Linked DNA regions of Cricetulus griseus: region 2 is linked to region 1. The links are chromatin contacts, called in public Hi-C maps. All regions are on one chromosome and are shown on one strand. Each heading gives the region's core, a stretch centred on a gene start, on an enhancer-like site or on the middle of the called end of the contact. The rest is flanking DNA. Distances are from core to core; before and after follow the strand shown.

Region 1 (6,380 bases), core at 51-2,550:
GCACAATCCTTAGTTCTTTTTTATTTTAAAGGCAACCATCAAGGATAATTATATTAGCGTTAAGTGTTATTGTAGGCTTGAGTAGCAGTCTCCCAGGAATCTGTTGATAGTTAGGGGACCAAATTCACAAGACATCTGATTCCAGTACTTGAGCCTCAGAAGGTGGGAAAACTGGCAAGAAAGGAAGGTAGAGTCATAGGTTTAGATTCTCAGCCTCTACTATCAATCAGCCTGGTTGAGCTGATCCTCCTTGGGAAGGAAGGAATCCCTCTTCTCGACTTAAAAAGCTGTTTTGTTTGTTTGTTTGAGTTTGGTGTCAACACCAAGTGTCTCAAGGGCTCTTCATACACACTCTTCTGGGCCCTGCGATGGCAAAGGTTTTCCTTTACGAAGTGGGTGCCAAGCTTCGGTTCCTTTGTCAAGATGGCGGCCCCCGAATCCCACGGAGATAGCGACTGTGGAGCATCGCCGCACAAGGCACCACCTTGCAGCTACGTTCTCCCCTTGCACAGCGGACGACACGCCGGACAGCGCCTCCACTTTCCAACCAAGGAGGGGCGCCTGGCTTGGACGCCACGGAGCACCTCTGCCAAGATGGTGGCCGCGCGGCGTCACCGCTCTTTACCAAGATGGCGGCGAGAGGCTTCCGGCACGCGCTTCCCCAATCAGGGCTCTCCGGGAGGGAGGTCAGGCAGAGGCGGCCGCCCTGGGAGTCCGAGCGCGGCGCGAGCAGCGAGCGGCTGCAGCCGCGCGCCCGGGCGGGGGATGAGCTGGAGTCGCGGCAGCCTCCGCTCCTGTCATAAGTGCCAAGTGCTGTCACCCGTGGGGGCATCAAAGTTACTTCCCCCACAGCCTAAAGCGACACCGCAACTCCTTTCCCCGACTCCCCCCCCCCCCCGACCCTAGCGTGCGCGGCGCGAGGTAGGAGGCAGGGTCCCCGCGTCGCGCCAGCCTGTCCCCCGCGGCGGGCACCGACACCCTCGCAACCACGTCCCTCTGCTGTCCTCGGGCCACGTGTTTCTCTGGGAGACCCGGAGGCGCGTCCCGGGGACAGCTGGAGGCAACTAAACGCTGACGTTTCAAAGCTTGAAAGCTGCGTGTTTTGTTGGATTTGGAGGAGCAGAGAGAGGGGGTCCCTGGAACCCAGAAGGCTGGGCGACGACGCTCCGAGCCTGGGGCAGCAAATGTCAAGATTCGGGGGAGGGGCCTCGGCGGGGAGCTTGGATGCCGGCCCCGGAGAGGGTGGAGAGAGAGGTCAGGAGTTTGGGGCGAGAAGAGGGCGGACTTCTTCAGCAACTTACTATTCCGTCTGCAACTTGCTTCTAGGCCTGCTCTCTCCCTCCCCGCCCCCTGATGCTTCCTTAATCACAATTTTTAAAGTGCAAAGAAATCCTGCTAGCTAGAGGTTTTGCATTCGGCGTGCAACTTCCTCCGAGTGTGAGCGCGCTGGCAGCCGGGGAGGGAGTGGTGGGGGTTGAACTTGGCAGGCGGCGCCTCCTGCTGCTGCCGCCGCCGCCGCCGCCTCCTCTTCTCAGACTCGGGGAAGAGGGTGGGGGACGGTCGGGGCGCGGGGGAGGGTGGGTTCTGCTTTGCAACTTCTCCCGGTGGTGCGAGCGAGCGAGCGAGCGTGCGAGCGCGCGCACGGCGGCTGCAGACGGGGCCGCCCAGACGATGCGGGGGTGGGGGACCTGCCTGCACGCGAGTCCCCCCCGGGCTCACAGTACGTATGCGTTGACCCTCTCCTCTGCCCTTCCCTCCCCAAGTCTCCCCAGAGGGCGTGTCTGCTGTCCGGCCCCGACAGGGGGCCGAGGCGCTGCTGCACCGTTTCCGTGCCATCCCGTAGCCCCTCTGCTAGTGTGACACACTTCGCGCAACTCGGCGGCTGGCGGGCACGGACCACCCCTGCGGCTCGGCCCGCTGCCTGTCACCCTCGGGGGCTCTGGCGGCGGACCCACGGGGCGGGTTCCCGAGCGGTTCCAAGCCGCGCAGCTGGGCGGGGGCGGGAAGGAGCCAGGGAGAAGAGAAACTAAAGAAACTCGCTTTCCCTCCCTGGCCAGGTCGGCACCCGCCGCTGCCGCACTTTTTCTGTTTGCTCGGGTGGGGAAAGGCTATGCCGGGGAGCCGCGGGCTTGCAGGCGCCGTCGGGGCCGGGCCGGCGGGGCCCGCACGCCGGGCCAGGGGGCGAGGGCCGCGGGCGCCCTTGCAGTTGCCGCCAGTCACCAACAGGTTGCACCGTTCCCCGCGGCCGCCGCGCGGCCCCTCGGGCGGGGAGCGGCCAGGGGTGGAGTGGGAGCGCGTGTGTGCGAGTGTGTGCGCGCCGTGGCGCCGCCTCCGCCCGCCCCTCGCTCGGTCCCGCTCGCCTGCCGCGGCCGGGCGGCCCTTTCGCGTGTCCGCGCTCCCCCCCCACCCCCCTCCACCTCCGCCTCCTCCATTTTGCGAGCTCGAGTCAGTGCCTGGAGCCCGAGTCGCCGCCCGCCCGTCGGGGACGGATTCTAAGTGGGTGGAACGAGACGCCGCAGCCCGGCGGCGCGGCGCCGGGACGGGGGACGCGCGCGGGAGACGGGAACGGCGCGGGGCACGGCTTGTCAGCCAGGAACGGGCGACTTTCCGCGCTAGGGGGCTCTCCCCTCCCCCATGGAAAAGAGGGGGCGACTGTTGACTTCCTTCTCCGTGACACGCGCGCCTCCCGCGTCCGCACGCCGACTTGTTTATCTGGCTGCGGTGGGAGCCGCGGCGGGCGGGCGGGCGAGCGCACGGGTGCCGAGGTGAGCGGGGGCTGGGCAGCGGGCGCCCGCGCTGAGGTGAGCCGGGCTGGCCGCGCTCCCCGAGGGGCTCGGCAGCCGGGGCGGCGGGACTTGGCAAACTTTTGTCAGCCCTGGGGTTGGGGGTGGAGGCTGGCGAGGGCAGGGTGACGGTGACGAAAGGGCCTCGGCGGTGACAGCGCCGGCGCTTCCTCTCCCCGCACCGCCATCCCTGGCCCGGCGCGCTGCCCCGCGGTGGAGCCTCGCGCGCCCCGGCGGGAATCTGGCGTCCTTTTTGGTTTTGCTTTTGCGGCAAGCCGTCCGGTCTTGGCTGTCCTCGGGGGGCCGCCCGGACAGCCGCTCTTCCCCGGGGAAGGCAGAGCGGCGCCGGTGTGCGAGCCGCGGGCTCAGGGCGAGCGGCTGCCGGCTGCGGGCTGCGGGCTGGTGGGGTGGATTGGGGCTCGCAGCCTGCAGCCCAGACTTCGCCCGCCCGGCCTTATCTGCTAGAAGTGGGCGTGCCGCAGAGAACTCAACAGGTCTGGACACATTTCTCCCTTCACCTCGCACCTTTCTCCCTCCTTCTCCCCCCACCCCCACCCCTCCGACGGCTTGTGCACTGACTTTGGGGCACGATTTCGCGCCCGACTTTTCTGAGTGGTCCCTTTTTAGAAAGGAACCCTCCCTAGCCGCAGTTTGGGGCTTTTTTGTTGTTGTTGTTTTGTGTTTTTGTGGGTTTTGTTTTGTTTTTTTGTTTTGTTTTTGTGCAGCGATTTTTGACAAGTTCTACTTTGAGGTGGAAGGCTTGATCATCAGCCCGGTCTTACCACTTAAGACCTGACTAATGTCCCAGGGTTATTTACAGTTTTAAGTGGGGGGATAAATGACACATAAGGGAGCATCTCATTTTATGAAGTGTCGTTATGGTTTTGGGCTTGAAAGGTGGCTGTCAAAAGAGCAGGTGTGAAAATTGATTAGGGACCGTTTGGTATCTCATGTTTAGAGATCCTTATCAGATTATGGCGTCTGGGGGTCTGATAGAGAAGCCAAGTACAGGAAGATTTCTAGGGCAGGTCCCACCCTCTCCACCTTCCTCGCATTCCCCTTTCAGTGAAGATGGTCATACTTCTTAGTGTCTTGGTACAGGAAAAGTTTGCCGTTTTATGGGAGGGAATCCCAAATATACTTAGTTGTAGTCTTGTCAACCTCTTAAAACATTATGTTTATTAATAATATACTAGCGATCTGGAGAAATTCAATTTAAATAAGGGAAGGTTGAAAACTGCAGAGAAAATTATTCTGAGCGTTCTCTTGGATGGGTTTTATTTGAATTTATATGTAATCTCACAGTCCAGTTTTTCTGTTTTCCCAAGTATTTCCATATTTGGAAAGAAAGAAATCTTAAATGGTGAGGTAAAATATTTTGCGTTGAGTACATTAAGCAACATTAGAAAGAAACATAACTCGGTTAATTTTGGTGTTAGGAGTTTTGATAAGTTCTGCTCTGTTTAACTATTTAAATAAGTTAAAACTGTAGTGAAGAAGCCAGTACAAATTCTACTCTGCTTTTTAAAATATACATTTTAGGCTATATACAGTATATGTCATTTCTTATATCTAACGTCTGAAGGTAGATGCTACTGAGCAGGCACATCTGGTTGGAAATGGACTTTAAAAATAAGAGCATTTCCCTAGCCTATCACAAAATAAGCAGAACAGCACTGCTTATTTTTTTCAAATAAAATGTGCATAATTCTCCAGGAGGTTGTGCCTTGAAAGGGTTAGGTGTGGGAGGATTGGCACAAGGTGAAATTGTGAATTATGAGGTGCAAACAATTATACCGTAGCATTTATTAAATGTTTTATGTATTGATTTCCAGAAAGGCAATAACTCTTGATTGACAAAGGGTTGCAATTTTGAAGATCATGCTTTTTAAAAAAAGTTAAATACTTTGATATCAACTTGAACCTTTAGAATAATCATGTATAATAAATTACAATTCCTGTGGTTGCCAAAGCTACACATTTAGTGAGCAGGATAAACAGTCAAATTCCAATCAATTCAGTATAACTTTGTCCTTGCAAATGATCTGCCTTGTGCTTTTTAAATGTAGAACTCTGTATGGGAGCAGGGGATATAAGCTTTATTTTAGAATATGGAAACTATTCTTCTGATAATGGAGACTTTGATTTAGGAGTTACCTAAAGGGTTCATTTAATAGGCTGTCTCTCACTAATCGGATCAGAGATAATGTGATTTTATAGCTTATTATGTCCTCTTTTTTTTGTAGTTAATATTTGCCAATGGACTCCAAAGAATCCTTAGCCCCTTCTGGTAGAGAAGTCCCTAGCAGTTTTGTCCGTGAGAGGGGGAACTTGATGGACTTTCATAAAAGCCTGAGGGGAGGAGCTACCGTGAAGCTTTCTGCATCTTCGTCCTCACTGGCTGCTGCTTCTCAGAAGGATTCCAAGCAGCAGAGGCTTCTCCTTGATTTTCCAAAAGGCTCAACTAGCAATGCGCAGCAGCCAGATTTGTCCAAAGCCGTGTCACTGTCCATGGGACTGTATATGGGAGAGACAGAAACAAAAGTGATGGGAAATGACTTGGGATACCCACAGCAGGGCCAAATTAGCCTTTCCTCTGGGGAGACAGACTTTCGGCTTCTGGAAGAAAGTATTGAAAACCTCAATAGGTCAACCAGTGTTCCAGAGAATCCCAAGAGTTCAGCATCTGCTACTGGGCATGCTGCCCCTACAGAGAAGGAGTTTCCCAAAACTCATTCTGATGCATCTTCAGAACAGCAAAATCTTAAAAGCCAGACTGGCACCAACGGTGGCAATGTGAAATTGTATACAGCAGACCAAAGCACCTTTGACATCTTGCAGGATTTGGAGTTTTCTGCTGGGTCCCCAGGTAAAGAGACAAATGTGAGTCCCTGGAGGTCAGACCTGTTGATAGATGAGAACTTGCTTTCTCCTTTGGCAGGAGATGATGATCCATTCCTTTTGGAAGGAGATGCAAATGAGGACTGTAAGCCTTTTGTTTTACCGGACACTAAACCTAAAATTAAGGATACTGGAGATCCGATCTTACCAAGCCCCAGCAGTGTGACGCTGCCCCAGGTGAAAACAGAAAAAGATGATTTCATTGAACTTTGCACCCCTGGGGTAATTAAGCAAGAGAAACTGGGCCCAGTTTATTGTCAGTCAGGCTTTTCTGGGACAAATATAATGGCTAATAAAATATCTGCCATTTCTGTTCATGGCGTGAGTACCTCTGGAGGACAGATGTACCACTATGACATGAACTCAGCATCCCTTTCTGAGGAGCAGGATCAGAAGCCTGTTTTTAATGTCATTCCACCAATTCCTGTTGGTTCTGAAAACTGGAATAGGTGCCAAGGATCTGGAGAGGATAACCTGGCTTCCCTGGGGACAATGAACTTCCCAGGCCGATCGGTGTTTTCTAATGGCTATTCCAGGTAAGTTAATGCTCTTCTGTTTCATAAGAATGATGTGCTTCGGATAGTTTGATCATTTTAAAACTCATTTATCAGATTGTGTTTTCTAGAGATTTGTATTCTTTTCCAATATCTGAGTAGAAATGGTCTTTTGAAAGTAGAAAATCTAAAGGACTCACCT
Region 2 (6,094 bases), core at 935-3,434, 360 kb after region 1:
GGAAACACTGCTGGGAAAACTGCTTCTTGATACTATCTATGCAATGAAAAGGGCTCAAAGTTTGCACAGATATGGCCAAAGCCATGCAGAACGACCTTAGAGAATAGCATTCGACCCATGTCTGCTTATAGAAAGCATGTAAGTAAACAAGTGATGGCAACTAGGCGGGGAGCTACTTATTGCCCCTAAGGTATATATACCTGTGCTCCTTTCCCTAATGCCTGCAGCCTTTTATTGCTTCTGCATTTTTACTTGTGGAGAGAGACATAGGAATAAACAAAGAGCAGAGCCAACACAGGTCACAGAGGCAGCTGCCACCCATCAGGTATCATGGTAACCTGAGTGAAGCACAGGGGAGAGAAACCAGAGGTCACAAACTGGTCACTCCCATATGTGTAGCTCAGATTTATTGTTTATTATATGCCAAATGCTGTGCTAAGGACTTTATTTCAATTATCATTTATTTCTCACAATAAACATGAATTGACTGCTATTAATAGGCCCCTTTAATTTATTCAGTTGTTTATTTACTTATTTTTTTTAATTTGCTTATTTGTGTTGCTGGGGATTAAACTCGAGGCCTCATTCATGATAGGCGAGCATTTTACCACTGAGCTACATATTCTGCCCTTTGGGTCTCTTTCTAAATGTGAAAAATGCCACATTGCTTAAGGGCTAAATCTGCTATTGTATCCAGGTGGGCCAGAGACTAAAGCAAGGCCTATACTTAAACCATAATGCTGCAGTGATCTTATCTGTAAAGAGTGTATGTGTCCTAGAATCAGAGAAGACGATCAACTTGGAGAGAGGGAGTACACCTCCCTCCACACATACCCAAGATGTTTTCCTAAGCAGCTTCTCATCAATTATTCAGAAAGAATTTTATTCTAATGAATGAATGGATAATAATCAACTAAAGTCTACAGCACTGACCTCTTGGGAGGAAAGGTCTCAGAATAAGTAGGACCCTGGCAATAATAGTAGTCAAAAGAGTAAATACTGCTAATTCCATCAGATAATTTCATATAGAGTTATTTTAAAAGATTACAGAGTCATATAACACAAGACAAATTTCTAGCGTACTAAATTTTATATCCCATGGATGTAACTGATACTGACTTCTAAGTGAGTGCCATGTGCCAGCTACAGCGACAGGCACAAGTTATCACAAGGCACCAGGAGAAAGTATTACTAATCGATGGGATGGGTGATAGGAAAGGATAGTTCAAATGCCTGTTACTGCTACTGACACCAAACTAAGAAAATCTCTCTTTAGGTTTGTCTGCCTGCTGCCCACACACATATACCATTTATACTCTGAATTTACTGGTTCAATTGTTTCTTTCTTGGGATTTATGTAATAGCAAAATTTTGGTGTTGAGTTATTGTTTTAAATCCTATGTTAAGAAACTGGCAGATAAATGGTTGCACTCATCAACAAAGCAACAAATTTCACTGCACTGATTAGAGAACAGAAATAAGGTCACCCTCCTAACCACTCCCCTAACCACCAAAGATGTTCCTATTTAAAACAGGTTCAAATAGCCAACATTATCATTTAATTAGAAGCCAAAACAACATCCCCAAAACTTCAGTAAATTCTAAATTTGTGAACTCAAGAGTTTAAGCACTTCTCCAGCACCTTACTATGAGAGCCAGGAAGCAATTCAGAAAGAAGGGTGCCCATCCCCCACCGCCTACCCCACCCCTAGCCATGAAGTCAGAGCAGCATAACACCCTCTGAGGAAGGAAAAGCCATTTCCTGCCTGAAAGGTCAATGGCATTGAGACCAGCACTCCAACCCAAGGGGCAGGAAGGCAAAGTCAAATAGTGTTTCAAACAAGCAGGGAGGAGGGGAGGGGCGGGAAGCCTGAGACCAGGAAAAACAGTTCATCTGCTGTGTGAGATAAAGAATGCAACTGGGGGGAGAAGCCTGGTTCTCAGCACAGGCTGGACAGAAGGACAAGCCTGCTGCCCTCACAGACATCATCCCGAAGCAAAGAGCCTGGCACTTCAGCTCAGCAGCTAAACCCCAATGTTTAAAGAGGCCTGACTGTAGCCATAAAGTAGGTATGAGCGATCCATGACAGGATGAAAGGAAGGAACTTCTAGAGGAAGAGTGAGTCACTGAGAATACTCTTTGCCTGGAGTAGTAATACTCACACAAATGGTAACTTCTACAGAAACCACACACCCAGCTCTTTGAGTTAGCAGTGTATAAATGACAACCACTGTTCCACCAGACCTGAGAACAGCCAACTCGTATACAAAACTGCCATCTACAGGCCGAGTGTTCAAATCATCGGTTATGTAAGATCCTCTTTGGAAAACACACCATCTCAGGAGTCACACAATTTCACAAAGACACATAAAACAACCCATTCACAGACTCATACCAAGCTAGACCATAGACTGTCTTCATTTAAAACCAGTATGGTTTCCCGGGTCGATCATAAACTGAATGCGGACATAAAACGTTCTCCTGTGTGGGAATCAAGTTATGAAGCACAGCACAGAATCTCCCCCTGATGGGCCTTCTTCACATGGGCCCTTGCTGTGCCTGCATCCACTCTCACACGTTACAGATGAACCGGCATTGCAATGAGAAACAAAGCAGGCTCACAGCAAGGCAGGCACGGGGAGCTTTTACCAAAGGTAAGGTTAACACTGGAAAAATTAAGACCCCGAGTTTGGAGCACAGAAGAACAAGAGTTTCAGACCTAGGACTACATCGGAGAGGCATAGTGACACATACCATCTTCAAAACCATCCTGGCAGTCACAGTCATCTCTATCTCACTACTACCGTTACATGGCAAGTGAGGGTCAGCGCCTACATTCAAACAGGGCTCCTTCTGTCTTTTATTTAACCTATAATTTGCAACCTTCTGCGAAAAACGCAACTTGGAAAAATCGTTGCTGACTGATTGGAGGGTACCAAATTTTTTTCAGATCTTCCATAAAGGTCTAGCCTCTACTATTCTAGCTTCAACTCCAATGCCACATCGCTACTCAATAGCAAATCCGTGAGTACTTGCTGGAGTTTTAATTTAATTTACACCTAGTTAATGTTCTCTATTCTTATCACCAAGGTCTCAAAGTAATATTATATATATATATATATATATATATATATATATGTATATATATATATATTTTGTATGTATATAATTTCAAAACTGTATTCATCATAAAAACAAAATTGAGAAATCATATACATATTGTACTATATTAAAGGCTACAAAAAAATATGGTTTTCTACCTCTAAAAGCAAATCATCTGAGATAAACAGAATTAAACAAAAGTACCCAGAACATTCCAAACTGAACAACTAGCCAGCCAATCCAAAGAAAATGTGTTACCAGGCTAAAACAGGATAGCATTGCCAGTGGGTGTGAGAGCTGAGAAAGGTTCTAGAGGAAAGGCAACTCACTGCTGCTAGTGCAGCACTTACGGAACTTCAAAACGGCACTAAGAAGATCAGAAGATCCCTTTATGGAAGAAAAGCCAATAGATTCCTAAAGCTTCCTACATGTGACGTCTGTCAGAAGAGTCTAAGCGGGGGCCTGTGGCACAGGCCTGTAATCTTATGTTCTCGAGAGGTCGAGACAGGAGACAGTGAGTTCAAGGCTCTGTCTCTGTTCCACCTGTGGTCCCAAGTCCCCCAACCATGTCTAGTGAGCTGTCCTGGCCACACTTCTGCATTTATCAGTGCTAGGGAGGGAAATATAACAGACAGAGTTTCTGTTGGAGTCAGCTAGTCTTCAGGGGGGAAAAAAAATCTAATTGTTTCCTTTCCCTGAGCATAAACATTGACTCCCCACTACTATGCTGGTTCAGTGAATCAGAAGAGGCCGTAGTTCCTATTTCTATTATTTTCCATATGGTCTAGTGGCCCCTCATGGAAAACATTAGGGAGAAAATAATCTATGTGTCACTTACATCTGTGAAAAATTTCTTTAAAACAAACCAATCCAGAGATGCTGGTAATTGACTACAACCATGGTTCTCCAGCTTAAACAAATATTTCTGCTACATTTGCCCACTAGTCTCCATAAGATAGCGCACAATGGAGTTAGCTATTCAAGTGACTGAACAAAGACACTGGTTAGTATTAATGAGCCACACATGACTACCACAAAAGGCTCCTTTTCCATGAAGACCATTTTTAACCCAAGATGTTTACACTGAACTCTAACAAAAAAGGGTTGACCCACTGCAAGAAAAAAAATGTTAAATCCAGTCAATTAACCAATATAAAATATAAACTTTCAAAAGCTAGATCTGTAGCGTGATACAAAAAAAAAAGGTAGCTTGGGTTTTATTTTGTTTTTTGTTGTTGTTGTTGTTGTTGCTGTTTTTAACTGTGTAGCCACGGCTGCCCTGGAACTAGCTCTGCAGATCAGGCTGGTCTCAAACTCACAGAGATCTATCTGCCTCTGCCTCCCAAGTGCTGGAATTAAAGTTGCACACCACCATCAAGACAGTTCCTGACAGACATGTTCCTAAGCCAACCTAATCTAGACTATCACTCATTGAAGCTTTCTCCCAGGTTGTTCCAGAATGTGTCCAGATGACAATTTAACCATTAGCACAATGCCTACCCTAACAACCTCATTTTAACTTCACTAACCCTACAATGATCCCAAACCTCAGATTACACAGCTGGTATGTCTCACATCAAATTTTCATAGTCTCAACAATATAAGTCACACTTGGATTTTGATACATTACCACATTAACAGCTACAACAGATGTAGTAGCTTATCTAATCTACCCATAATGCACTCTGGGAACATTTCAGCCCTTCTGTTGTTTCCTCTTTTGCATCCATTTCCTAGGTGCTAACTTGCCCTTTGACCCCTGCCTCTGTGGTAGAGCAAATGAGACAGAGGAATCTGAGGGAGGCATAGTCTAGAAAATAAGATCTAGCAATAGCCCCTCCCTGCTGATGGGCACTGGTGAAAAGGACAGGGTGGGAGTCCTCCAGAGAAAGGATTTACAGCAGAGCTCACAGGCAGCTGCCACTTAGCCCGCAGAAATACCTTTTACTTCTTATAATGTCAGGTCTCAGGCTGTTCAAATATCCAGAAAGGAACTCAACCTGAACTATAGGAGATTTCTGCTCTTAGATAAAAGCCAATACTCCTTAGGAACTTGTGAAACTGGCTCCCATATGCCAAAGGGCATCATTTCCCCTTACCTCTCAAAGGACAAATGGCTACCTGTGGTTGCATATCAAAACCCATATCAGCCCCCAGGCTCCCTTAGTATCACAGGTGCCTGTTAACACATTTAAAGACCCTAACACTACCCAGCTTACTCACCTCCTTATAACCCACTATTCTCAGGCGTATGTATGTATGTATGTATGTATGTATGTATGTATCTATCTATCTATCTATCTATCATCTATCTACTTACCTACCTATCTCTATCTCTTGTTATTTTCTTGCTTTCTGTGCCCTAGTCTCTATGTCTTGCTATCTTACTATCTCTACTATTTTCTACACTTTGCTAGCCCTACCCATGTCCAGTCTTCTGGCCATGCTCAGTCTACTTCCTTTATTTTCCTCTGCTCTAGACTCTTTCAGATGCCTCTGGCCATTCTCTTTCTCTGTCTCTGTCTCTGTCTCTCTGTCTCTGTTGCTCTCTCTCTTTCTTTCTCATATCTACAATACAAATCTTCCTTAATAACAGAATGGTCATAGGTACAGTAGTTTCTTTACCCCACCTCACATACACTCAAATCTCAGTCTGTATGTATGTGAGCAATCTACAAGCCCCTGAAGTCAAACAAGAGGGGCAAAAAAGCAATGCTGAATTGTAGCCTAATCTATGAAGTCCACAGGGGACACTGAAAGAAAAGGCTTCATATTCCCACCAGTCTATCCCACTCCGCAGTGGAGACTCAACAGTCTCATTTTGGACCCTTCCCAACGCCAATTGCATCAAGCCACTGAGGAATCAGACAGGTTCTGAGGAGAAATGGACACCCTAGGTCTACTCAGTATACTAGGTATGTGACATTTACTCTTGGCTTACAATTTTAGCCCACAAAGACCCCTCCCTCCCTTTTCTGTTTTTGAGACAGA

Evidence for each region. A called contact is a pair of places that touch in the nucleus more often than the background predicts.
Region 2: a Hi-C map of liver shows a contact between it and region 1, with 2.7 times the contacts expected there. The contact joins the enhancer-like site here to the promoter of Nr3c1 in region 1. A contact is called at or near these places in 2 of 8 Hi-C or Micro-C datasets (the CHO-K1 cell line and liver).

What each region holds. Positions count from the first base shown.
Region 1 is chr2:198,145,949-198,152,328 of CriGri-PICRH-1.0, forward strand. Nr3c1 (glucocorticoid receptor) reads left to right here and starts at 1,301. Exons shown (of 9, transcript XM_027398010.2): 1 at 1,301-1,437; 2 at 5,030-6,220. The coding sequence starts at 5,043.
Region 2 is chr2:198,505,772-198,511,865 of CriGri-PICRH-1.0, forward strand. All of the region lies in intron 10 of Arhgap26 (rho GTPase-activating protein 26), which reads right to left. Among named protein-coding and RNA genes, the nearest start is that of Arhgap26, 33 kb to the right of the region's middle. Within about 2 kb of position 2,185, at least 3 of the 6 cell types and tissues checked have open chromatin away from gene starts, as enhancers often do. A contact at or near this core is called in the CHO-K1 cell line, where this site is marked.